2 separate regions of the Hordeum vulgare genome follow, and region 2 is linked to region 1. Evidence: chromatin contacts called from public Hi-C data. All regions are on one chromosome and are shown on one strand. The core of a region is the stretch at or near the end of the contact, and the rest is flanking DNA. Distances in the headings are between cores, read along the strand shown.

What was found. Hi-C and Micro-C count contacts between places; a contact is called where the count stands out from the background.
Region 2: a Hi-C map of seedling shows a contact between it and region 1, with 4 times the contacts expected there. The contact joins the promoter of LOC123413475 here to the promoter of LOC123407288 in region 1. A contact is called at or near these places in 5 of 6 Hi-C or Micro-C datasets (leaf, seedling and an unstated tissue) and 1 of 1 datasets of contacts at active chromatin or transcription factors (embryo).

What each region holds. Positions count from the first base shown.
Region 1 is chr7H:105,519,965-105,527,421 of MorexV3_pseudomolecules_assembly, forward strand. LOC123407288 (pyrophosphate--fructose 6-phosphate 1-phosphotransferase subunit beta-like) reads right to left here and starts at 3,160. Exons shown (of 16, transcript XM_045100394.1): 1 at 2,868-3,160; 2 at 2,603-2,758; 3 at 2,183-2,304; 4 at 1,899-1,952; 5 at 1,637-1,743; 6 at 1,029-1,134; 7 at 413-476; 8 at 6-94. The coding sequence starts at 3,045.
Region 2 is chr7H:105,669,321-105,676,777 of MorexV3_pseudomolecules_assembly, forward strand. LOC123413475 (dynamin-2A-like) reads left to right here and starts at 3,994. Exons shown (of 22, transcript XM_045106414.1): 1 at 3,994-4,371; 2 at 4,454-4,504; 3 at 4,613-4,733; 4 at 4,813-4,908; 5 at 5,047-5,108; 6 at 5,467-5,584; 7 at 5,671-6,013; 8 at 6,134-6,281; 9 at 6,410-6,511; 10 at 6,597-6,716; 11 at 7,206-7,289; 12 at 7,391-7,457. The coding sequence starts at 4,231.

The sequences.
Region 1 (7,457 bases), core at 1,910-4,409:
CTAACCTCTTCACCGATGAGTGCAACATTAGGGTGTGTCTGTAGAGCACACTCTAGTGTAATGTGAGAAGCAGCACGACCCATAAGCCTCACAACTGCATGTGAAATAGAAAAGTACATGTTATTCAGTGGATAAAGAAAAAAGAAAAGAAAAACATGTACTATCATGGATAATATATGTTTGCACTCTGCGGTATGCCAAAAAGAAAAGAAATCTGCCAACAAAATTTTAATACTCTCTACACGTACTTAACAATTCAATTAATAATGAAGACTGAATAGCACTCTGATACAGGAGTTATCTGCTGTAACAAACAGTATTGGTAAAGCTTAATTTATTTTGACTATTGGGCTCTCTGTTAAGTGTGAAGTAAATGGTTTAGCATGCTGAAACAATGAGTGGAAAAACTTACAGTGGTAGTATTTGCCTGTTGACCGTGCATCAGTCATGACATTGCCAATCATTTCGGAGTATATCTGGAAGGAGCACAAACTCATGTCATGACATGACACTAAATCTTCATATGCATGAAATGTCCTGATTCCACATTAGACTGAGCGAATGATCTAAGCATGCAGACCTATGCTAGCCAATGCTAGCCCGGTAGTTCACGAAGCGCAATACATGCATTCGACAAACACTGAGCATGGGATGCAAAATCAGGAAGAATTGAGATATTTTGGTTTTCAAACCAAATAAAATAAATCCATGTAGTGCTGAATAGTTCTAGGTCAAACCCCCTTCAACTGAAGATGACACAACTGATTTGTTGAAATGTTATAGTACAAAGTAGTTTACTGATCGAGTGATTTCTGATATAGTCAATACTCATTTACTATTTTACTCATGCCCCCAAGATGTTAAGAATAGTATGTTCTTGACATTTAGTCATTTATATCTTCCCATTCTCAAATATTCAATGCAATGTGCGTTTATATCTAATCCATACATACTTAATTTATCGATGTATCGGTGCAATATGAGTGTTTCCATACAAGATATAATGCCTAAGGGCAAAAACCCAATACCTTGCAAGCAGTGTCAAATCCAAAGCTTGTTGGGACCTCCTTGCATTTCAGATCTCCATCAATAGTCTTTGGGCAACCAATAACACGAGTCTTCAAGTTCCTTCCCCTGGGATGCAAAAAACATGACTTAGAATCATCTTTGTTAAGAAGTCAAGTAGCAGATGCTCCATTCAATACCACAAGAAGTGCAATCTATGCACCTATTTATCACCCAGCTTCTCTCTCCTGCATTTATATGTACTACTCTCACAAACAAATACTTAATGTGCTTCCAGTGTATTTAAGTATAATAGGTACCATGGTCATTTGCTCTTACATATCTCATGGTTTTATAAGCTTCTTAATCTTTGTGTTCACCGAGAATATGGCTTACAATCTACAGAAGGCAGGAGTAACTACCAAATATGGCACAGAAAGGGTGAAATATAGATAGAGGATTTACTTGTGATAAAATAATTCAAGACAAATACATGAATAAGCTAAATTAGAAGCTACACCATTGTAGAACAAAAATAGAAGGATTTAACAGTGTAAAGCTTCAGACACTAACAGCAACCAAAAAATCCTTTAGGTGGACAAAAGAGTGAGTTGTCGTTTCAGCAGCCAACCTGAAGTATTCACCAAGGAGGCATGCATTAGTGTTTGAATCATCACCACCAATGACAACAAGTCCATCCAAATCAAGTCTGTTGACTGTGTCTTCAGCTTGCTTGAACTGCAAAAAACATCAAACAGAGTTACAAATAAAGATAACACTAGTGAAGTACTGGTTAGTCAACACTCACTTGCAGTAAATACTTGCATATAGCCGTATAGACACTAGAAGGACGGATGCAGTAAATACTTGTGTATAGACACTCAAAGACAAACCTGCTCTGGTGTTTCAATCTTGTCCCTTCCACTGCAGATCATATCGAATCCACCCTATTGAAAAGGTTACACATAATTGGTGAGTAATAACAGAAACAGCGTTAAGGGGTCTACTAATCAAGAGTAATTGAGACCTAGCATCATAATAATTCAGATGATACATCTATCAGATATCTTATGATATTCACCTAAACCTTAGTACGTGTAGGAAGGTTTGCATAAAAGTCATGACACTTTGAAATTTCAATAAGCGTGCTCAGTAAATAGAGGTCATGCTGCCATACCTGGTTTCTGTAGGGGTACACGAAATCAGCAGTCAGCTCGACGTACTTGCCCTTCATGACACCAGCTGGGCCTCCCTTGAATCCATACATGGTGCTGCCTTTGGCACGCTCCTGCAGGTAATCTGATCCAGCAGAAACCATGACAAGTCAACTACAGGAAAACTTCAGTAAAAAGCATAGCAAGATCTACAACTGTGCAGGTTCAGTGTCGAAGCTGGCTTGAAGATATCACAGTCGCCTAAAATAATATCATAGTCCGCCTCAGATCCTTCACCGGAGAAGGAAGAGACTGGCACAGTGGCACTAACATCACTCGAATTCAATCATGAACAGCAATTTTAAATTTCGGTTGGTCTCAGCTAGTGGGCCGTTGCAGATTTCGTCAAAGCGAACCGTCAGGTCGAGATCACTGGCACTCACCAAAGATGCCGCAGATCACATTGTGCCCGCCCGGCGCCTGGCCGCCCGAGAGCACGACGCCGATCTTGAGCGGCTTCGACGCGACCGGCTCGGCGGTCGGCACGACGGAGGCCGACGGCTGGCCGTAGAGGCAGGGGAACAGCTTGGCGATCTCATCTGCGGACAGATCGAATCACGGCCGTCAAAATCCCAAATTCAAAATCCTCCCAGGCCGAGATCCGGGAGGCGACGCGTATACTCCCAGGGAAGGGTGTCCGTTACTCACCGGGGCTCCCCGCTGCGGTGCTGGCGGGCCCGTCGGCGAGGGTGAAGTGGGAGCGGAGGACGGAGGGGAGGGGCAGCATGTGCGCGATGCGGCTCGTCTGCACCTCGCTGTACACGGACGCGAGGCGCCCGGGCACGGGCGCCGCGCCCCCGTTGGAGGCCACCGCCGCGGCCGCCATGCGATGCGATGCGGTTGCCGGTGAGGTGGCGCTGGTGGCGAGATTTGGAGGAATATGCTGTGGGCGGAGGGAGCGGTCAGTTGGGTGGGGTGTGTCGCCGCGGGGTTTTATGATGCGATCGAGCGATCGGTCGGTCTCGTGCTCCTTTTGCGGGTGAGCCCCTGGGTTCGTGGCCGCCTGACCTAATTTTAGCACACGGTATTGGAGTGCTCCCCAAGATGAACTCTCGCCATCGAAAGGGCCTTTTTGGTTTGACGGAATTCTGAAGATTTAGGCCATGTAGGATTTGAAATGTCATGGTGTGTCACTGTAAAACATACCTAGAGAAGTTGAAGGTGATAAAAAGAAATCCTACGATATGCAATTGTTGCCATCATTAAAACTAATAAAGAAAAACCTATGATTCTGGACTCCGTGGAGTTTTTTCTCTCTTTTGAATTGCACGTAAAGTAGACCATAGTAAAAACTCCTAATATTGTACTAGAATTGCATTAATTAATTTGGATAGGAGGGAGTATGTTTTCTACAAATCGAACAAGCTTTATAGAGGATATTAGGTAATTTTATGTAATGGCCTACTATATAACCCGACATGTATAATGGAAATATACCACGTCCGCATATGAAGACATATAGTACCTGGTTGTCATGGACCGTGTGATAAGTGTACATGGGTTGTTGACATATGTCGATAGCTGGTTGTCAGAGAAGGAAGCAGACTGAAGAACCGCATCGAACATAAAAACTGCACCGTTGACTTCGTCTTTCTCTGCTTCGCTGCTTTTGTTCCTCTCGTCTAGCTCCCCTTGTCTATTCACAAGCAGTGTACCCTTCTTTGCTCGTGTCCGGTGATCTTCATGAGAGGTTGCAATCCACTTCCGTTAGTAGTTCACACTACAATATTGCATTAATGTTGATTTTGATCTAGTCGGCCAGGGGAGGTTACCACCTCGCGGTCTCTCGCTCAACTCCAACAATAGAAGCACCCACACAAGGCAAAAGAAACACCCATCTTTTCTTCTACACGTGCACATTGACAACACTATAAGCAAAACATCCAGCAACGGAGGACAACTAATTGTCCACAAGAACGCCAAATGTAGGTTTTGTCATATACAAAGATGATATTATTTTGACTTTTTCGTACCCTCCAAAAAAGAAACAACAACTTACAGCGCATAGAAGGGTCGGCATGATTTGAAATATTATAGCTAAACCGAGTTATTAGCTAACAATAATGTGACATCATTCGTGCGCATACTAAGAACAAGCAAGTGTGTTTGTAAAAGATAAAATAAGGCGAGAAAAAGTAATTTCCTACATTAAGGTTTACCTTTTTTGTTATTGTGAATTAACTTTTACTAATTTTCTACATGTTTCACAATCAATATTCGTCGATAATTTGCATAGTGTATATCCCAGTCGGCTGATTTTCTTTGATACTTATCCATTTGCTATTCCAAAGACAAGCATCGGGATGGAAACCGATTGAATGCAGCTTAAAAGATGTGAATATTTCATACTACTCCATTAGAGCATTGTAGGGAGTGACCTGGGTACACCATTGGAACTGGAAGGGTCTATATGCATATGTCGAACTATTTTGCCATTTTGTTTTTGGCCTGTCTCTTGCAACCTCGGCCGGCCGTGGTATTTCAGCTACATGTCGCTGCCGTTGCGCTGCCGCTGCTGCTGGTCTTCTGCGTGTGGCGGTCAGGCCATACTTCACATGCGTGGGAGTTTTTTTTTCTGTATAAGGAGAGTGCACAAAACGTATCTAGTGCGAAAGAACTTTGAAGCTTATTAAATTTTTTATTAAGTCAATAGAGGAAATTATACATAGATGGCCTTAGATATGAAAATGTCGTTCGGAGGCCGAGCACCATGCAAGCCGTAATCTGGCGCGTTAGTCTTCATAGGGATCAGCTGACATATTGTATTATTCTAGGTATTTTAATCTGACACCTTTTTGCTACCCACAATATTCTCAATTTATGCACAGTGTTTGTTCATGTTAATGATGCTGCCCTGCCCTGTCAAGCTGTTCACGAACATGGGCGGGAGTACATATGAGACGCTAAAACATCAGCAACAACAACAACAAAAAACACACCATCTTGTGATGTGTCATTTAAACTTGCTAGCCGCTTTTTAAACATTGGGATTTGTGCTCAAAATTACTTGAGTCGAGTAATTAAGTTATCCATTACTGCTGGACGAATCGTAGGGATATATGCCTAGAATTATTTAAATGGGACATGTGATTTTTCCATATGAACCAATTGTTCTCAAACCTGTCATGCTATTAGTTCAACTCTTGCTAAAAAATATTCTCACTGTCGAAAAAAAGTCCATGCGTTGTCGTCGGCGTTGCTGCCGGTCTGCCTCGTCTCTCTCTGGTGACCTTAGGGTCATGGAGACGTGGTGGATCCTAGCACTTGCCGACGGGAGGTTTTGTTTTTAGATTTCTCTTTTGATTTTGTTAGGATTTGTGTACTGCTCATGAAGATGAAATGGCGACGGCTTTCTAAAAATGGTATAAGCCTTTTCCTCGGCTAGACCCTCTTTCGGTGATTTGTGTAGCATCATAGGAGGGCTCGTGTCTCCACCGGATCTCGCAGAATTCGATCAATGGTTGTCTTTAGTGGATCTATTCGGATCCATTTTTCGTTCGTCGATGTTCGCGTGTCTTTAATTTCGTGCTTTCGATCTACGTGTTTCTTCATCGGTGACGGTCGTTGTTATAGGGGTCTTAGCACGTCGACTTTTCAATTGTCTACTACAATAATTATTGTCCAGCTCCGACGAGGGGGGGGGGAGGGGTGATGATGACGGTGGGCCATTGACTCACTTTAGTGCCTGCAGTCATTACTAGGTGGTCTATGAATCTAGATGCAATTTTTATTAGTTCTAATATTCGTTGTATTGAGCTATGACTCCCCCGGGCTTCCGCTCTACTCGTCTCTCGGGTGACGGACGAACCATCCCCCCACCCCCCGCGCGCGCTCCTCCAGCTTCCCTCCCCTTCATCCTACCTTTTTGTCGTCGTCGACGTGGTCCACCAGGCCCTGCCTATGTACCGCTGCCGGCGGCGGGCCGACTTTTCCCCGCACGAGTGTTTGGGGGGACGCGGAGGCTCTTTTGACTGCGGCGGTGTTGTTGGAATTATGCCCTAGAGGCAATGATAAATAAGTTATTATTATAATTCCTGTATCAAGATAATCATTTATTATCCATGCTATAATTGTATCAAATGAAGACTTAGATACATGTGTGGATACATAGACAAAACACTTTCCCTAGCGAGCCTCTAGTTGGCTAGCCAGTTGATCAAGGATAGTCAAGGTCTTCTGACTATGTACAAGATGTTGTTGCTTGATAACTGGATCACATCATTAAGTGAATCATGTGATGGACTAGACCCAAACTAATGAACGTAGCATGTTGATCGTGTCATTTTGTTGCTACTGTTTTCTGCGTGTCAAGTATTTATTCCTATGACCATGAGATCATATAACTCACTCGCACCGGAGGAATGCCTTCTGTGTATCAAACGTCATAACGTAACTGGGTGACTATAAAGATGCTCTACAGGTATCTCCTAAGGTGTCCGTTGAGTTAGTATGGATCAAGACTGAGATTTGTCACTCCGTGTGACGGAGAGGTATCTCGGGGCCCACTCGGTAATACAACATCACACACAAGCCTTTGCAAGCAATGTGACTTAATGTAAGTCACGGGATCTTGTATTACGGAACGAGTAAAGAGACTTGCCGGTAAACGAGATTGAAATAGGTATGTGGATACTGACGATCGAATCTCGGGCAAGTAACATACCGAAGGACAAAGGGAATGACATACAGGATTATATGAATCCTTGGCACTGAGGTTCAATCGATAAGATCTTCGTAGAATATGTAGGATCCAATATGGGCATCCAGGTCCCGCTATTGGATATTGACCGAGGAGTCCCGCAGGTCATGTCTACATAGTTCTCGAACCCGCAGGGTCTGCACACTTAAGGTTCGGCGATGTTTTATGCGTATTTGAGTTGTATGGTTGGTTACCGAATGTTGTTCGGAGTCCCGGATAGGATCACGGACGTCACGGGGGTTTCCGGAATGGTCTGTAAACGAAGATTGATATATAGGATGACCTCATTTGATTACCGGAAAGTTTTCGGGCATTACCGGGAATGTACCAGGAGTGACGAATGGGTTCCGGATGTTCACCGGGGGGCAGCCCACCCAGGGGAATCCCATAGACCTTAGGAGTGCCGCACCAGCCCTTAGTGGGCTGGTGGGGCAGCCCAAGAGGCCCTATGCGCAGGAGATAAAGAAATCAAAGGAAAAAAAGAGGAGGTGGAAAGGAAGGGAAGGACTCCACCTTTCAATCCTAGTTGGACTAGGATT
Region 2 (7,457 bases), core at 2,744-5,243, 150 kb after region 1:
CAGCGACTTTGCGGCGACGAAGACGAAAAAGACGAAGGAGGCGAGCTCTTTCGCTCTGGGCACAGGGAGGAAGAGAGCGCGGATGCAGGGCAAGAAGGGGGGTGAATGGCCTCCTCGGAACCCCCGCATCCCATTTAAACCCCCACGAAGCATCGTGGGGAGGGGATCCGGCGCATGCCGGACCCCCATTAACCCCGTGTATTACGGGCGGTAACACTTCCCTAATCCCAACCGTCGCGGAGTAAATCCGCAGAGGATCTCTCGCACGGAGGTCGAGGGGGCGTCGTGGCGGGACCCAGGGCCCAGGCCCGGCCCCGTCATCAGTAATCACCATCGTTACGCCAGGTGGGGCCTGACACGTGGTGTTCTCCAAGCGAATTGCGACGAGGCCGAGGCGTCGTTTTGAAGCCAGTCGGTTGCGAAGCCGGCGCCCTTCACCATGAGTGGCGGCGAAAATGTCAAGACAAATCAACAAGCCGGTGAGGCCGCCCGCCCGCAGGCGGCAGGCCTCGCCAACTTCGGGGACTACTGTCGGGGGGATAACCCCGGGGTAGGCTCGTCAAGCCTGCTCCTTCATTTCCAGCCCAAAGGACATGAGCATACACAGATTCCCAAGGCCCAAGTCCTCCGGCCGGCTAGGCAACACCTACCGGCTAGAGGACGAGGGGGCCATCCCTCTGGCCGGCCAGGCAACCCATGTCGGCTAGAGTCGAGGCGGCTACCTCTTCTGAGCCGGCCTGGTCCCGCCAGCCCGGCTAGGAATGAGTCGGTCGCACCCAAGCCGGCTAGCCAAACAGGCTAGCCGGTCGAAGATCACAAGTCACATCAGATCATAGGTCAGGATAAGACCTTACGATTAAAGGTAGCTACACGTCATCAAAGGTACTGGATCGGGGCGCCCAACAGGTACGAACGTCGGCGGCCACGCCGCTGACCTACCCCGGCTCTGATCCATCACCTAGCATAGTGTCGGACCGTCACACTCCCACTCCATTATTGCACTCGGCGTGGGGAATAGTGGAGGCGGCCGTACTACCTGCCCATGACGAATCTCGCGGGGCGATGCTTGACGTACAACGCGTGCTCGGCGTCAACCTTACGCGAGAGCTTCATTGGCCAGCCGGCGGGTCCCACTGCCAATCAAGACCATGCAACCGGCGGGCCCCTCAAGCGACAAGACAAGACTCTAGTGCCCCCCTGGCCAGCCGGCGAGGCTGCCAGCCGGGTCCCACACTTGTACCCTTTATCCATATTGTAGGCCGGCGGGTTTGTCTATAAAACCCCCCGGTCGCCCTCCATGCAGGGGGGCGATCATTCCAGAGTCACACAACACAATACGCTCACCAACCACAGAGAGAGAGGCAGAGACGAGCCGGCTGCTCCCCTCTTCCTCCTCCCAACACAGCTCCAGGAGCAACCCTGTACTCTGTTCATACATATCAAACACTCCGGCAGGATTAGGGGTATTATCTCTATGGAGAGCCCTGAACCTGGGTACATCCTGCGTCCCATGTGTGTACCAACCTCGTTCCCAACGTCCACCTTTGTCCCTTCGGTTCTCACCAACTTTAGCCTACCTATGGCATATGTTGTGAGTATTCGCCGACACCATCGGTGGCTCGCGCGCACACGTCCCATGACTGACAGCACGGCTCCCCCGCGGTTGTAGCACCCCAACCAACACGAAAATGTCCTTGTAGTGCGCCGCCTCGCCAGCCCGAAGGTTACAACTCACCGCGATCACCGTGCTAGCTCCCCGCCGACCTGTCCGCCACATCTCGCCACCATGCCATAATAATTGTGGTTCTCTTTACCGACTGCAACACAATGTTGCACGTGGCTACACACTAGACCTGGTTGTCATAGTTCACAAACATCCATCCCCAACATCTTGTCGTGCTCGTCACCGTTCTTGTAGCATCATGGCAGCCATGAATGGTTGAAGTAAAATCCATTGCCGGTCATAGGAAAACCTGAATACGGTTGCTGCATAATTGTCATTGCCGTTGTCATGGGTCGCTCCGGTCATAGAAAATTTCGTTGCCGGTTGTAGCAAAACCCAATGACGGGTACAGAAAATCACCGTCGCTCTCATTGCATTGATCATAGCAAAATTCGTTGCGGGTCACAACTAAGCAAAGAATGGTTGAAACAAACTACATCAGCGATCATAACAAACTCTCCATAACGGATGCAACAAAATCATCGTCTCCATTATTTCGGGTCAGAACAGAGCCATGAATGGCTCTAGCAATTTTTGTCGCGGGTCGTAGCAAAACCTTACGATGGTTGCAACACCAAACTCATCGGTTCTAGTATGCTCCATCATGGTCTAAACACGCGGCCCGTGCCATCCTCACATGAGCCTTTCATGGTCGCTGGCTCTCAGATGCAGCTCTAGGCATGTCGTGCTCCACTGCTGCACAATGTGCTCCTCAACCGCATCTGCCATCGCGGTAGTGCGTGACCTGCGCATGGTTGACGCGATGGGCTTGACCCGGGAGACCGCAACCTAAGGCTCTGCGTTGTCGCCGGGGAGGAGGTGAGATGTCGACGACTCACAACACAAGGTACCACTCGTGCTTGTGCTAGGAAGAGACGAAGAGAATGCATAGGAAATAAGAGAAAAGGAAAACATATCCCATAATAAGAGGCGGGCCGCAATAAAAGCGTAATTTTTGTCTGAATTTCTATCCGATAGGTCAGACATATATACCTCCCCTAATAATAAAGCACGTAGTGCTTCTGTCGTCCGTCGTCCGTCGTTTTGCAGAAAAGCCCTCACAGTTTTAGGTAATCAACCCGCAGTCCAGTTTTAAGTCACAACGAACCGTTTTTCTGTCATTTTGCAGAAAAGCCCTCACAGTTTTAGATAACTCTAAACCGCTCAACCCCGCCTTCCCTCCCCGCACCCTCCGGCTCGACCCACCTGCTCAGCCCCGCCCGTTGCCTACGCCCGCCCTGCCCTCTCTGCCCGCTCAACCCCTCCTCCACCCGCCACCCGCCTGCTCACCCGCTCGCCCCTCCCGTCGCTCACCCCACCCTTCCCGCCGCTCGCCGTCAACAGCAGTGGGGCATCAACACGCCCCCGACGCAGTCTCCCCGTCCCGCATGCCTTCCCTCCCCGCCACTGTGCGGCGCGGCTCCCGTCAGCCCCTCCTCGCCACCGCGCCGCGCCACCCCGCCATCGCACATAACCGCACCACCCCACCACCATGTCGCATCGCCCCTGCCTTGCCTCCCTGTCACCGCGCTTGTGCGCCTCCCCGCTCAGCCTCCCTGTCAACGCGCTCGTGCGCCTCCCTGCCCCGCCTCCCTGCCACCGCTCCAGCGCGCCTTCCCGCCTCGCCTCCCTGCCACCGCGCCCACGGCGTGCCGTCCCCACCACCGCCAGCCCTTGGCACCATAGTCCTCTCCCGTCGCCGGGGAGCAGGCACCCCGCCGTCCCCGCCACCCCGACCCTCCTCTCCCGCCACCACGGCCCTCCTCTCCCGCCGTCGGGGAGCGGGCACCCCACCACCAACGCCCTCCTCTCCCGCCGTCGGGGAGCGGCGCACAGTCGCAGGGAGTCGTCTCCAGATGCTCTAACCTTGCCAGATAATGTTGTGAGCTTGACCGGTTCATGGTGAGGACTCACATGCCGTCATTGAAGATTGTGTTTTTTTCTTCCGTTGCAACGCACGGGTCCTTTTGCTAGTATATATATATTTGTAAAAGCCTCTGATAACGACACGAACATTCTTCTAGTTTCGCTGGTTCCCGTGTCAGATGCCGTTCATCGTCTGTTTTGGCGTAATCTTTTTTCTTAATCTTTTTTTTTTGGAGGCAAGGGAAGAACAGAATACCTGCTCCTCATGACCGAGTGTTCCCATCCAAGATTCGACAACCGGGCCGCGCGGGGCACAGCCCAATTCGAATCCTTCCCGTGTCCGAGGCCCAATCCTTACCCCGAACCGGCCGAACCGCACGCACGTCCGGACTCTCGACCGCACTACTGACCCGAGTCGAACGCCTCCTTCGCAGCCAAGCAAGCAAACGACTACTCCGTCCCCGTCCCTCTCTTCTCCTCCTCCCCTATCTCTCTGCCTCGCCCACGTCTCGCCTCTCCCGTATCGGCGGACCGGATTTCAAACCCGCGTCAGCTCGACGAGGGCCAGGTCTCCGCCGCCGCCGCTCCTCTCGATCCATCGGCCGCGCCTGATCCCCCCGCCGGCGCGGTAGAGACCCACCATGGAGGCCATGGAGGAGCTGTCGCAGCTCTCCGAGTCGATACGCCAGGCGGCCTCGCTCCTCGCCGACGACGACCCCTCGGACGACTCCGCGCCCAGGCGCCCCTCCACCTTCCTCAACGCCGTCGTCCTCGGCAACGTCGTAAGTTTCGGGCGGAGCCCCCCCGCGCCCCAGAACCGTCGCCTCGTGCCCCGATCTGATCCGTTCCGATCTATTTGTGCAGGGTTCCGGCAAGTCGGCCGTGCTGAACAGCCTCATCGGCCATCCCGTGCTGGTGAGATTTTAGCCTAGCACCTCAGCTCTCCCCACTCCTTCCATGTATCTCCCTTGGCGTTGTTTGTTAATCGGATTGGATTGGATTGGATTGCGTTGTGTGGTGCAGCCGACGGGGGAGAATGGGGCGACCAGGGCGCCGATCGTGGTGGACCTGCAGAGGGAACCGGGCCTCAGCACCAAGTCTATCGTGCTGCAGATCGATAGCAAGTCGCAGCAGGTGTCCGCAAGTCAGTAGGATCTCACAGCCTTGTTTCGCATGATCACCAACTTCGGTTCGACCTGGTGCTGATTTTTTTTCATGTGCAGCTGCTCTGCGGCATTCTCTGCAGGATAGGCTCAGCAAGAGTGTGTCTGGGAGGGGCCGCTCAGATGAGATATCTCTCAAGCTGCGAACCAGCACAGGTTTGGCCATTAATTTAACAGTTCCAGTGAAACATGCGTATCCTTCAATTAACAATGTACATAGCAGTATAGAGTATAGACTTGTACAGAGGAAAACCACTCGATCTCTCATTGTACATTTGCTTGTTTTGTTTTCAGCTCCCGCCCTAAAACTGATTGATTTACCTGGGTTAGACCAGCGAGCCGTGGATGATTCAATGGTAAGCATTTACTTATGGATACTTTACTTGTCAATTAGTTCTGATATAATGCTAATGCTGAGATATTAGAATAGCTTACAGTAGCCAACCATGACCACTGCTCAAAATATATTGATATAATGTCAACATAAACATCTTGTACCATATATATGATTTATATATCTTTCAGTGTTAGTTTCACACAATTTTTTTCGTGTGGAAATCAATTTTATGCAGTTATGTCTCCTTGTATTGATTTGGAGCCTTTTGAACTATTCTTGCTTGCCTACTTCTTTGGCAGCATGTCAAAAACAGTTACTTAATTTTGTCATCCTAGTTTACTTTCTGCTACTCAATGGTGACTACCTTTTCAATTTAGATCAATGATTATGCTGGGCACAACGATGCAATACTGCTAGTTGTGATACCTGCGGTACAAGCAGCTGAAGTTGCATCATCTCGAGCCATTAGGCTGGCGAAGGATATTGATTCAGATGGTATGTCTTTTGAAATGGAAAAAAATATCATCAATAGCAACACCACACTTTGTTCTTTAGTAATTGATGTTTTCCACTCGCTGTAGGTTCGAGAACTATCGGTATCTTGAGCAAGATCGATCAAGCAGAAGGAGACGCGAAAACTATAGCTTGTGTTCAGGCCCTTCTCTCAAACAAGGGCCCAAAAAACCTTCCTGACATTGAGTGGGTCGCTCTGGTAGGACAATCTGTAACGATTGCATCGGCACAATCTGGATCAGTTGGTTCTGAAAACTCGCTGGAAACAGCATGGCAAGCTGAAGCTGAGACCCTGAAATCCATTTTAACTGGAGCTCCCCAGAGTAAGCTAGGTAGAGTTTCGTTGGTTAGCGCCATTGCTAAGCAGATACGTAAAAGGATGAAAGTGCGTCTTCCTAACCTATTGACTGGGTAAGAATCTCACCTCATGCTTTAATGATGCACCTCTTAGTTTGATATACCCATAGAGTTAGATGAAGTCCTTCCCTTTCCACATTGATGTTAATTTAGTAATATGCGTTACTGTTTCAGCCTTCAGGGTAAATCCCAGATGGTGCAGGCTGAGCTGGCAAGGCTCGGAGAATCTATGGTACAAAGTCCTGAAGGAACCCGAGCAGTTGCATTGGAGCTGTGCCGGGAATTTGAAGACAAGTTCCTTGCTCATATTACATCTGGCGAGGTTAGTGGCTAACTTCAAAAGTAGACTTCTTCCATATTTGAATTATGCCCCCCCCCCCCCCCCCCCCCCCCCCCCCAAAAAAAAGAATAATTGATTACAAGATTAGTGCACTTTTTTCCATATGAAAGGGGTCTGGCTGGAAAATTGTTGCAAGTTTTGAAGGCAAGTTTCCAGACAGAATTAAACAGCTACCATTGGACAGACATTTTGATCTCAACAATGTCAAAAGGGTAGGGCCCACTTTCACTTCTAAGGTACACTCTGGTAGCATTTTTTCCGCCTTTCATAAACAACTTTATTCTCTTGACTTTGTAGATTGTCCTGGAAGCCGATGGTTATCAACCATATTTGATATCTCCAGAGAAAGGGTTGAGGTCATTAATAAAAATAGTACTAGACATGGCAAAGGAGCCATCGCGACTATGTGTTGATGAGGTATGCAATCCCCCGGCAACGGAAGTAATACTTACTTAGACTTTCTCCTTTTCCCTTGAGGTTAATGTTCAATTTAGGAAAAGCTTTAGACAAACTCTATTGTTTACTATGCTCTATGCCACTTCCACTTTTACGATCCCTGGGTATCATTAGACAAACTTCCTCAATTTGAGTTCTTTCTGGATATATTTGATTGGATATCAATTTCTTTCATTTTTATTTTATTTTTGCTGAGCTTAACTGATTTGAGTTTCCAGAATTGACGTTGAATTTGTGATTCCAAGGCTGCAAGGCTGCAAATATTTGAGTTTCATAATTCTAGTTCAGTTTTTGGTATACTGGGTGCTATTAGCGTGGCATTTCTTTCCTATTGTGTCGACATAATATTTAAGAATCCATGTGGTTATGCAAGGCCGCATAATCTTTTGATATATTTATCTTGTTTATTTGCTGACATGGCAAAAATAATTTTTACCGTTCATACACTAGGTACACCGTGTATTGTTGGACATAGTCAATGCTTCAGCTAATGCCACACCTGGGCTTGGAAGATATCCTCCATTCAAGCGTGAGGTATCACGTATATGTTTTAGAGAAGCACCTTTCCACTTGCTTGTTGATAGATTCCATCTTACCATTCTGAGTGTACACTCGATATTGTCCTTTTTTTCTAGGTCATTGCAATAGCATCGAATGCATTGGATAACTTTAAAAGTGACGCCAAAAAGATGGTAGTTGCTC